2 separate regions of the Ovis aries genome follow, and region 1 is linked to region 2. The links are chromatin contacts, called in public Hi-C maps. All regions are on one chromosome and are shown on one strand. Each heading gives the region's core, a stretch centred on a gene start, on an enhancer-like site or on the middle of the called end of the contact. The rest is flanking DNA. Distances are from core to core; before and after follow the strand shown.

Evidence for each region. Hi-C and Micro-C count contacts between places; a contact is called where the count stands out from the background.
Region 1: a Hi-C map of hypothalamus shows a contact between it and region 2, with 3 times the contacts expected there. The contact joins the promoter of SNX5 here to the promoter of RRBP1 in region 2. A contact is called at or near these places in 7 of 16 Hi-C or Micro-C datasets (blood, hypothalamus, liver and 4 more).

The regions. Positions count from the first base shown.
Region 1 is chr13:37,826,714-37,832,948 of ARS-UI_Ramb_v3.0, reverse strand. SNX5 (sorting nexin 5) reads left to right here and starts at 1,520. Exons shown (of 13, transcript XM_042230663.2): 1 at 1,520-1,678. It overlaps MGME1 (mitochondrial genome maintenance exonuclease 1), which reads right to left and starts at 1,781. Exons shown (of 5, transcript XM_004014287.5): 1 at 1,401-1,781. The coding sequence starts at 1,422.
Region 2 is chr13:37,618,834-37,624,312 of ARS-UI_Ramb_v3.0, reverse strand. RRBP1 (ribosome binding protein 1) reads left to right here and starts at 1,309. Exons shown (of 25, transcript XM_042230660.1): 1 at 1,309-1,520.

The DNA of each region.
Region 1 (6,235 bases), core at 271-2,770, 210 kb before region 2:
CTATCTGTACAAAACTACTTTTGAAGGACCAGCATTTGTTAAACGTGAACTAGTAGACAGCTTGGGACAACGTGTCCCTAAAATTCACTATGGTGCCAACTGCCGCCTATGAAGGGAGCTCTGTGTGATACAAAGAAACACAGGACAGGACGCTAGAGGGGCCTGGTGGTCACACTAGCAGTTTAACCACTAATCCCTAAACATCAGATTTCTGAAAAAAAATTTTTATTGGAGTATAGCTGATTTACAATGTTATATTAGTTTTAGGCGTAGAGCAAAGTGACTCAGTTATACATACACATATATCCCCTCTCTTTTAAGATTCTTATCCCATATAGGCCATTGCAGAGTATCGAACAGAGTTTTCTGTGCTTTACAGCAGGTCCTTGTTTGCCTATGTGCTGTGGTGTCCGACTCTTTGCTACGCCATGGACTCTCCAGACAAAAATACTGGAGTGGGTTGCCATTTCCTTCTTCAGAAGTAGTAGGGTATGTGTCACAACCCTTTCAAATTGCGGTGCTGAAGAAGACTCTTGAGAGTCCCTTAGACAGCCAAGAGATCAAACCCAATCAATCCTAAAGGAAATCAACCTTGAATAGTCACTGGAAGGGCTGCTGCTGAAGTTCCAATAGTTTGGCCACCTGATGTGAAGAGCGGTCTTTCCAATAAGGAAAGATTGGGTCTTTCCAATAAGACCCTGATGCTGGGAAAGCTTGAAGGCAAAGGCAGAAGGGGGCAAGAGAAGATAAGACGGTGAGAGACCATCACTATCTTCACCGTCTGAGCCACCAGGGAAGCTCACCTCACCAACGTGATGGGCATGGATTTGATCAAACGCCAGAAGACAGTGGAGGACAGAGGTCTGGCGTGCTGCAGTCCACCTGCTGGGCTGCAGTCCATGGGTCGCAAAGAGTCGTACACGACTGAACAAGAGCAACAATATGTCACTCCCAAATCTCCCATTTATTCCTCCCCACTTCTCCCCAGGAAACCATAAGATTGAAAACCAGACTCTCTGAAAAGTAGCATGGAGGGAGAGCTCTCATCTAACCCCTCACACCCCCTACAGTGGGCGCCGCTAGGATCCATTCAACACTGGGCACTCGCGCTCCCAACCGGTTTGAACCGCCAGGGGCGGTCAGCAGGGCCCCGCCGCCATGTACGCGCTTCGGCGGAGCCCCACAGGACCAGGCCGGCGGCGGACCCTCGCGCGAGAATCACAGTAGGGAACGGCCGGCAAGGAGGTACCTCAGAAGCCGGTGCCCTCCGCTAGCTTCAGCGCGCGAACGACCCCGCGGGCTGGTCCTTTCGTCCGTCCCGCGCTTTGCCCTCAGGCTAGGCCCCGCCCAGGCACGGCGGCCCCAGCAAGCACTGCGGCGCTCATGCCCCGCCCCTATACCTGGTCCCCCAGCTTCGTCCATTCTCCGGCGCTCAGTTGGGGGGGAACTCTCCCTCCGGCGAGAGCGCGGGCGCCTCCAAATCGCGCCATTTCTCTCTCTCGCGAGGTCTCGTGACGTCAGAGCTCGTCGCCATCTTGGCCTCTGGCTGAGTAATAAATTCCTCCGGCACAGAGGCGCGCGCCCTTTCTTGAGACGCACCTCGCTACTAGAGCTCCTTGGCTTCCGCGTCCCCAGGGCGGCCCTGCGGTTGGCGGCTTCCGGGTGGCCCGGAGCGAGGGTAGGCCCCCGCGTCGCTTCTTTGCCCGGCTCCAAGATGGACGGCAGCGGGGACGGGGGAGGCCGCCCTGGGGGAGCACGTGGGGGCGCCGCTCGCCTTTCCCGGGGCTGCTGGGACGGTGGCGGAATCTCGAGGCTTCCCTCCGCCGTCGGGCAGGGAGGCTGGCGGAGGCGGGGCCGCGGCCGCCCCTTCCCCTGAGAGGCGCCCCGGCGGTGGCGGCGGCCCAGCCTCTTCTCTCCTCGCACACCCAGGCGGCCCCGCTCGAGACCCGCGTCGCCATGGCCGCGGTTCCCGAGGTGTTGCAGCAGCAGGAGGAGGACCGCAGTAAGGTGAGGCCCTGGCCGTGCTCGGGCTCCGGGCCGGGAGGCCCCACCGGGCCTCTGGGCCCCACGCTCCTTTCGCGGGCCCCCAGGGTACCCCGCCGCCCTCCCTTAGCGTGGTCCCGGGCGCTCCCGGGACTCGGGCCGAGGGCGCACGCTGCGCCTGTGCGGTACACAGCTCTCCCCCGGGGAGCCCGGCGGTGCACGTGAGACCCACTTTGCACGGTGCAAAGGAGCTCCGAACCGCCCCCACCCTTCCAGAAATTCTGGGGAAATTCCGCCCAGGCCGAAGTCGGACTCGTGTGCCCTGCAACTTCACTAAGCGCTCAGTGCGCCGCTGCGGGACTTGGGTCATTTTATGAGGTTCTCAAATAGCTGAACTTTTCGCCCTTTACACGTGTGTGGATGTTAAATTATTCTTCCCTGCCACTCGCATCTGGAGATCTAAAAGGTAACCAGTGCAATAAATGCCTGTCATCGTAGCCAATTAAAGATCGAATTAGGTCTCCGCTTTTATTGGTCCTGTCTTGGCCAGTTACTTTGGAGAATACAGGGGTTGGTGTGAGCCACCGCGGTTTGTGCAGAACCGTCAACAAAAAAGTTTTTCTAACAGAAAATTGAAAAACGGTAGTCTAGAAACTCGAGGTGCTCTCAGATTTAGTCTGAAAGTCATCGCTTTAGAAACCAAAGCACGTTTTATGGTCCACAGGTCTTTGGACAGACCTTTTCATCTAGTAGGTGACGGTTGTACCGCTGCTGGGTTAGTTACTGAAAGTGTGAGGAGAGCGTTTTCGTTGGGGGTGTTTTTATTTCTTTCAAAGCTGAAAGAATTTTTTTTTTTCCCCCTCCCTAAAGCCAGAAGTGGGAACTTGAGAAGACTTTTGCTAGACGATTCCAAAGGTAGTTTTCTCTCTAGAAGTTTAGGTGACTGAATAGAAATTTTGATATCCCTCACCTTGCATCTCCTTTTTCGACCCATAATTAGTTTTACACTGCTGTTTAAAACTTCAGTCGACTTTTCCGTTTGTTAGTATTGTATATCCCTGATTGGTTTTAAGTACCTTCACCACCCTCTGACCCTCCAGCAGGACAGGATTGTGAAGGCTACTTCCTTCTGGTTTTAGTGACTACAGGAAAGGACTATATAGAATTATTGCCCCGTTTTTTTTTTTTTTAATTGGAGAAGTAAGGAAATAGGAAATTTAAATGTTACTGTTAACAGCTTCATTTTTCTTTCTCATCTCGGATACTGGTCCTGTGATGTGGATTAAGATGGTTTTTGAAGTGAAAGTTCAGGCTTGTTCGACTCTTCGACCCCATGGACTGTATAGTCCATGGAATTTTCCAGGCCAGAATACTGGAGTGGATAGACTTTCCCTTCTCCAGGGGCTCTTCCCAACCCAGGGATCGAACCCAGGTCTCCCACATTGCAGGCAGATTCTTTACCAACTGAGCTCTGAGGTTTTTAAGAAACCAACATTAAAATGGTTTTTAATGTTCACCAAAAAAAGGGAGTTCCAAATAGGACAAGAGTGAAATAACAGACGGACAGATCTTGGGCAGACAGTTATATTGCTGTAATACAGCTTTGTTAGTTAACTGAAAAATTTTGCTTTTCTGCTGAAAATATTAGAAGTTTAAACTTTGCGATTATCTGCTTAGGGATTTCCATGAGGATAGGGGTTCTTCAAAGTTGGCCCCACTAATAAGTCAGGGAGCATAGTTGATCTCTAGGATTTTTAATCCCTCTACAGAATTTTTGGCTTGCAAAACAGGAGAATTGGCCTGTATCCAGTAGCCTGGTGCTTCCATTTAGTGGTTTCCATTTGAGCTGATGGTGTTGATTTGTCCCTTGCCCAGAAAGCAGTTGCATGATTAATTTGGTTTTTAACTAATCCTGTACTGATGGGAAAGGTTGTGTTATGGTCCTTAAGTTTAGAAAAGTAAGGTTTTGCCAAGTCCAGCCCCTGGAACAGTTAACTAAAACTTTGATACCATTAGGTTCATCTCCAAGATAAATTAGTGCAGTACTGAGGCCCCCCCCTCCCCCCACCGTCCGGGCCAAAACATACACTGGCTGGATCAACATCCTAAGGTGTCTGTAGTTTTTAATGGTTAGGGGGAAAAATTGGGTTATGCAGAACCTTGTTCCCCTGAGATATTTATTCAGGCCTCCAGTCGTTTGCATGTTCTCCAGGTCTCCTTTGACCTCAAGGTCCTTTAAACATCACACTTAGGTTCCCACCCACAGACTGTGTGTCTGTTGTGATCCTGTGAGTCTTGCCAATCTGTGGCAAACGGAGGGTGGGTCCTGATTGTCTCCTGGGGTATTTTGTGACTCTTGTTAGTGAGCTGGAGTCAATGTGCCAGTGTACACAGCTTTGTAAGCCCGCTCCCCACCGCAGCCTAGCCTTGTTACTTTCACCTTAACTTTTCACTAGTTGGTTACCTAGGCTTTGGATGGTGTTTTCCTTTTCAGAGCCAGTCATTAATGTTTTACCTGCTGATGCTCTGGTTTGTAGGCAATTAACACGTGTGGAAGTTGTCTGTAGGGATACCACTCTACCAGCCTAGATGGAGTGTCCTATAACTTACATTACAGAGACAACCTGAATTTTCACCAATACTGCAAAGTCCAGAGTAACTGATTCTTGTGGGCTGAAATTTTCCACTGTTTATGGCATGACTTTAAATTCTAGAAGTATGACTTCTCAGAGTTGCCCACGCCTTAGTTCTGGATCAGCAAATTGCACAGAGTGTCTTAAGATCTCCTTTTGTGAGTATTACCGTGACAGATCACGATCTGCCCACTTGATCTGCTGCGGGAAGAAATGGCCCAGGGAGAATTTTTTGGATTCTGAGATCTAAGTTCTTTGGTATGAGACCTAGTAAGACTAAGATCTAATAATGTAGAGCTTCAGCTTGAACCAGGGTTTCTTAATCTGAGCACTGCTGACAGACATTTTGGGCTTCCTTAGTGGCTGTCAAAAATAAATGCAGACATTGTCAAATGTCTTGGTTGAGAATCACCAGTTTAGACTTTCTAAGATGGTATGGTGGGTAGGTCAGCTTATGTTAGAGGCTAATCTTTAATGTGCCAATTTGTTTCTAGGTTTTTTAGATGTTTGAGAAATTCTAAAGAAATAGCATAAAACATAAGCATTGTTGACTATCTTTGACATTAATAGAATTAGCTTTCACTCAGTATTGAGGAACCTGATCAAAAGATGCTGAAGGGTTCTGGGTAGTGGAGGGTTACAAAGGCTGCTGCGCTTAGCCTGTTGGAGTTCCCCGGCCACTTTGGACAGTGGAAACCTGAGGCTCTGATGCCAAAGTGGTGTGGGGCAGAATTGAGTTGACTGAGACTGTGCTGCAGGGTAGAACGTGGTTTAAAAGCCTGCTTTTTAAATGTATTGCTCTCTGTTGTCCTGATTGCTTGAGGAAATTAGGATATAGTACCATTGAACAGTGGTGACAGGCACAGGCAGTGAAGTTAGGTAGAATTTACGGAAGCAACCTTTCAGTGAACCCAGCTTTATAGAGGGAAGGGATGCTGGGACAACTTGTCTTGCATGAATAGCAGATTTGTTTTCTATGGGTCTAAATTGAGAAGTATCTTTACATTACTGTGAGAAACTTGCTCCTTAACCCCCACCCTGAAAAGGATACTTCACCCCCAACACCTGTATGTTTTCTAACTAGCCATTGAGTTACTCCTTAAAAAAAAACAAAACACAATTATTTATGTATTTTAGCTGCCCAGCTCCCTGACCAGAGATCAAACCTATGCCCCCCAGCACTGGGTAGCGCAGTCGCAGTCACTGTACCATCAGGGAAGTCCCCACGGAGTAACTCTTACGAAGAGATTTCCCCCTCTAAAAGGGGAAAGTGAAATTTCTCAACTGTCTCGTACCCCAAAGGCAAAACATAAATACATAGGTAAGAGTGAAGGTGCAAGAGCAACTGACCTTCAGTGCAGACATTGGGTCCTTGGCTTGACTTCCCCTCTTTCTTTTTACGCATTTGGTGTAAATTGTTCAGACACTGATACATGGTCTGGAGAGAAAACTGTAGTTTTCTCGATAGTTGCTTATGCTAAACTGTGGTACGTGTTTTCTGTCAGAAGAGTTTATGGTTTACTTGTTTGTGAGGGGTAGCTCCACAAGCCCTTGTGTCTAGTTATAGTGCCCGTGGTATGGGGCACAAATGCAAGTGTTGCCAGCCTTATCCTCAAGAG
Region 2 (5,479 bases), core at 60-2,559:
ATATGGGGCTGGGAGTGGGGTGGGGGTGGGGCTGGGATGGGGGTCAGGGAGGAAGTCCCAAAAGGAAGCCGGTTTGCTCAGTTTTCTGGGAAGTGGGCGAGTTTATTTGGCTCAGACCTCTCTCCTCCCCATAGCTCGGGCGTAAACGTCGTTAAGTTCAGTTCAGTCGCTCAGTTGTGTCCGACTTTGCGACCCCATGGACTGCAGCACGCCAAGCTTCCCTGTCCAGCACCAACTCCCGGAGTTTGCTCAAACTCATGTCCATCGAGTCGGTGATGCCATCCAACCATCTCGTCTGTCGTGCCCTTCTCCTCCTGCCTTCAATCTTTCCCAGCATCAGGGTCTTTTCTAATGAGTCAGTTCTTCACATCAGATGGCCAAGGACTGGAGTTTCAGCTTCAGTATCAGTCCTTCCAATGAATATTCAGGACTGCTTTCCTTTAGGATGAACTGGTTGGATCTCCTTGCAGTCATAAAGAGAACTGCAATTGCGGCCTTGCTGCCAGCTGAGGTCTGGACTGTGCCTCGATGTAACCACTCTGAAAATGGGTGCAAATGAGGCCCGCCCTCCATTTCTCTGCGCGTGGTCTGGACTTTCCGCCCTCGATCCTCCATTTACTCGAGAAAATTCTTTCTGGGGCCAATTGCAATGAACATAGGGACGAGCCCTCTCGGGACTGACCGCCGGCAGGGCTTGTCCTCTCATCCAGCGCCCGGAGGGGGCGCTGCTGCGGGGGTAAGTTAGCTGGTTTTTAGACGAAGCATTTCTCCCTACGGTTCCCGTGTTGCGCAACCATCTGCTCAGGGTGACACCCACCGCCACATCAGCCCGGAGCGGGCCAGGGGCGCGGGCGGAGCGCCGCCTGGATTCGAACCTCCATGGCCCCGCCGGCCCAGAGCCTGGCCCGTGTCGGCGCCCGCGCGCGGGGCCCGCGCCCGGGGTGGGCGGGGCCGGCCGGGCCCCCCTCCCTTGCGCGTGGCCGAGCGTCCCGGCCCCGCCTCGCCCCGGCCCCGCGCAGGGCCGAGCGCCGCACCACGCGGCCCCGCCCCCGCCCCGCCCCCTACCCCGGCCCCGCCCCCGCGGCGCCCCGCAGCTCCTCCCCTCTCCCATTGGCCGAGGCGGAGGCCCGCCTCCTAGCCCAATGGGCGCCGCCGCGGCTCGGCCGCCGGCGCTCTGACTGGCCAACGGCCGACGGAGTGGCGGGGTGCGAGCCAATGGGGAAAGGCGGCTCGATGAATGGCTGGCCCGGGTGGGGAAGGCAGGAGGCGGCGATCCCTGCGGAGGGGGCCGTTCGCCAGCTCCGAGGCAGAAAGTGCCACGACTCCACACGCGCGCACGCAGCCAGCGAGCGGCCGGAGCGGACGGCGGACGGGGCGGGCAGCGTCGGGATCGAGGCGCCTGCTGCTGCTTAGGGGGCGGCTTCTCGGCAGAGGTTTGGCCGGCTCCTCTCTCTCCCGCTTCCGCGGCGGCGGCGGCGGCTCCTGCCCTCTCGCTCTCCCTCCCGCGTCTCCGGCTGCAGGTAAGAAACTTGGCCGGGCCCTGCAGCAGCGGCGGCGGCGCGCGGGCTGGGCCGTCGGGGCGCCGGGGCCGGGCCGGGCCGGGCCGCGCCGGGAGTGACACGTCTCCTTGGCGGCCCCTCCCCCGGCGGCGGTGCCGCCCGCCGTCGCCGCGGTCGCGGACCTGGGCGAGGGGGGGTCCCGGTGGGCCCCGGGGTGGGGGGTGGCGTGTGCCGGGCCCGAACCCCATGCGGGGGGGCGTCGGCCGAGCGCGCCCGCTGTGTGAACCCCACGTCCTCGCCGTCGGCGGGACCGGCCGCGGCCCCGCGGCGCGACGTGGCCGCCGCTCCCTCCTTCCCTTCGTCTCTGCCTGGCCGTCGGGCCGGCCCGCGAGCTCCGAAGTTGGGCGAAGAAAGTTGGCGGCGGGGCGGGGCGGCGCGCAGCTGGCAGAGGAAGGGGTTAAGCTTTGGGAAGCGGCCGGATGACGTTGCCGGGCTGGAGTCCGGGCTGGGGGTGGGGGGGCGGAAGGCGGCGGAGGCCGGCGGGGAGAGGGGGCGGGATTGAATGGGGGCCGGGGCTGAGCGCTCCCACTTCGGGCTGCGGCCCCGACTCCGCTGGGCCGATCGGCGCCGACGGGGCGGGGCGGGCGCGGGGCCGCGGAGGTGGGGGTGGCCCGCCGTGCGGGGACCTGGACCGTCCAGGGCCAGACGCCCGGTGGGCCGCGGTGGCAACTTCCCGGAGGGGTGGCAGGCGACTCCCTGCTCCCCCTGGCGGCGGGGCCGGGGAGCGCCGTTTTCCCGGCTGGCCGCGCGGACCCGGCGCGAGGGCGCCCGGCCGGGGACGATGAATGGGCCGGCAGTGCCAGGCCCAGAGGAAGCGGCATCCCTGGCGCGGCCGCCCGGCGCTGGCACCCGGTCTGGCTCCTGCCCGGGGCACCCAGCCTCGCTCTGGGCTGGGGAGGGCGGGCTGCGGTCCGTGCTTTCCAGTGCAGCATCTGGGAAGCCTCGGGGAGCCCTCCCCCGATGGCAGATAAAAATCGGTAGCTTGGGTGGTATCATGGTCAAGGGGTTGGCTTCCGCAAGCCCGCATGGTGGAGAGTCGGCCAGGCTGTTTAAACTTCGGGGTGCGGGTCCACGTCGGAAAGAGGGGTTGCTGAAGAGAGAAGCCGTGGAGACCCAGCACGCGTGGGAGTGGGCCACAGGTGTGAGAGGTTACTGTTGCATGAGTTTCTAGAGTGTTCAGAGGCCGGGAGGGAGGTGGGGTCTGGTTTTGCCTCAAACCAGCCCGCTGCAGACGCAGCCTTGCCACGTCCCAGAATCTGGGTCCCACCCCGTGCCACGCCACAGACCCTTTGCTCAGGGTTCTCAACCTCTCTGAACTCGGATTTCCTTATCTGTGGCCTGGAGATAGAACCACCCACTCACAATGGGGTCAGTCAGGCTCCTGGTAGGTGCTGTGACATACGGGGACCTTGTGCAAACGAAGGCAGTTTGGCAATAACTCCTGGAGGTCGGAGGTCATCAGCCTAGGAAGCACCAAGGAAATGAAACTTTGCAGGCTCTTGGGAACCTCCCAGGTTTTGCCTGGTGTGCTGAAACTGTCTGGGCATTTTCTGGAGTTGGGGACAGCCAGAGAGCTTAACAGAGCTTTTTGACTGGTGAATGTCCCCACAGACTCAAGTCTTTGGTCTAGCCTTTCCAGAAGGGCAGCTGTGTGCTTTACTCACGACCTACGTGGCTGGGGAGCACCTTGCGTCCCCTGATGCTGTGCTTTGTGCTGGGTCGTCCTGACTTCCATTTAACGCGACACCAGGAAGTCCTGGTGACGTCTCCACTCCTTTGTGAACTCTCCAGAGGTCAGCCCTGCCACAGCCAGCCAGTTCGTGTTCCTTCCAGGAAGAAGCTTCCAGTTCTAAGGTCCTAAACATGCCACATCCCTCTCTATTTAAGTGAAGGAGGAAAGCTGGAGGCAGATGGTGGAGCCATGCAGGGTTTCTGGGCCAGTTGAGATTGGGTTGGGGGGAGGACCAGAGAGGGGGATGAGAAGGGTGTTTCTGGGACTAGAAACTGTGTCCTGTGTGCAGAGCCGGAGGTACCGTGCTGTGACAGAACTCTTTCCTTTCAGAGTTAGGAGTGTGCCTTTGAACATCTCTACAGAGAGTAAGGGATTAGACTGGTATCTTGGTGCATGAGTATTTTTTGGTGATGGGAGAGTTTTAAATAAATCCTGAATCACTGAGTCACATTTGAGCAATTATGCTCTTTGCTAAAGGGAGCCCTAGGTCAATAGGCTATAGTGATGATACAGCACCAAATTCCATGTAAGTGGTTGAATGCAAACAATTTGATGATTGGAATACTGGTTTATTTAGTAGCTGGGAGGACACAGCAACCCAGTCCAGTATCCTTGCCTGGAAAATCCCATGGACAGAGGAGCCTGCTGGTCTATACAGTCCATGGGGTCACAAAGAGTAGGACACAACTGAGCAACTAACACTTTGAACATAACAGAATAAATGTGGATGAAATGAGGCAGACCAGCAACCTGGTGCATTTTTTCCAGCTGTCTCACTGGACAACTGAAGCTCAGCCCAACTTGATTTTTAAGGTTTACTGTTTAGAAATGGATTCACAACTTTGATCTCCATCTTGGGCGTCCATCCAGTGGGTGAGAATGTGGAGGCCCAGCAGGTCAGGCAGTCATTAGGCTAGTTCCTGCTGCTCAGCTGCTGGGTGATGTGGGCACAGCCTTCTGAATGTTCACCAACAGGCCTTGTAATTCCACACTCCAAGGGAGCACCTCGATCTGGACATGAAGAGTTTCAGTGGAAGGAAGGTGGGGAGTCAGTGTGAAGCATGGCAGTGAGTGTGAAGACCATGCTTTCATCTCACATCTTTCTTCACCATCTCCTGTGTGCTGGGCCTTCATACCCTGCAGACGAGTGAATCTCACACGTGTCTGCAAAAGCTCCTGTCTACAACTGTCTAGTAGGGTAGCCACACAGAAGTATTCAAACTTTAATTAAACGGAGGTTCATTTCTTAGTCACAAAGCCACATTTCAGTGCCCAGTGCCCAGTGCCACATGGTCAGCGCAGATTTCAATCCGTTCCTCTGCCACAGGGAGTCCTGAACAGCACTGGTCTGAAGGTGGCTGGTGTTCCCTGAACATTGCTGCTGCTGCTAAGTCATGTCAATCGTGTCCGACTCTGTGCAACCCCCTAGACGGCAGCCCACCAGGCTCCTCTGTCCTTGGGATTCTCCAGGCAAGACTACTGGAGTGGGTTGCCATTTCCTTCTCCAATGCATGAAAGTGAAAAATTCAAGTGAAGTCGTTCAGTTGTGTCTGACTCTTCGCGACACCATGGACTGCAGCCTACCAGGCTCCTCCATCCATGGGATTTTCCAGGCAAGAGTACTGGAGTGGGGTGCCAGTGCCTTCTCCCCCCGAACATTGATGCCTCTGTTTTTCCTGATCATTTAGAGACAGTGTTGTGTTGAACCCTGTGAAGTGCCCATTCTGTAGGTCAGGAACAGTTGACTAATGGCAGTTCATGCATGTCCATCTACTGACATGTCACCTTAGAAAGTACTTTTGGACTGACTAGGGTGCAAGAAGCAGGAAGCAGGGTCCTGCTCTGGAGAGATTCCTGCCTAAAAGCAGCACCATCAAAATGGCCCAGTGTAACAGACATGGAAAATAGATATTGGGCAGAAAGCATATGGGAAAGTAAATATTTCATTCTAAGTCAGAGAACCTGGGCAAGAGTTCAGTGCCATTTGACATTACCGAAAATTAACCTGGGGACTTCTTGGAGGCTGTTTCCTTAGGCTCAAAAGTTCAAGTGAGTTTCCTGAGACTGGCAGGCTGACTCCCATGGCCAAAGGCCAGGCACATATGGCCTGTTTCCTTTAAGTGCCATGGGTGATGTGTCTCTCCCACTCGCTCAGCAACTCAGAGCAACTGTAATTTATAAAGAAGGT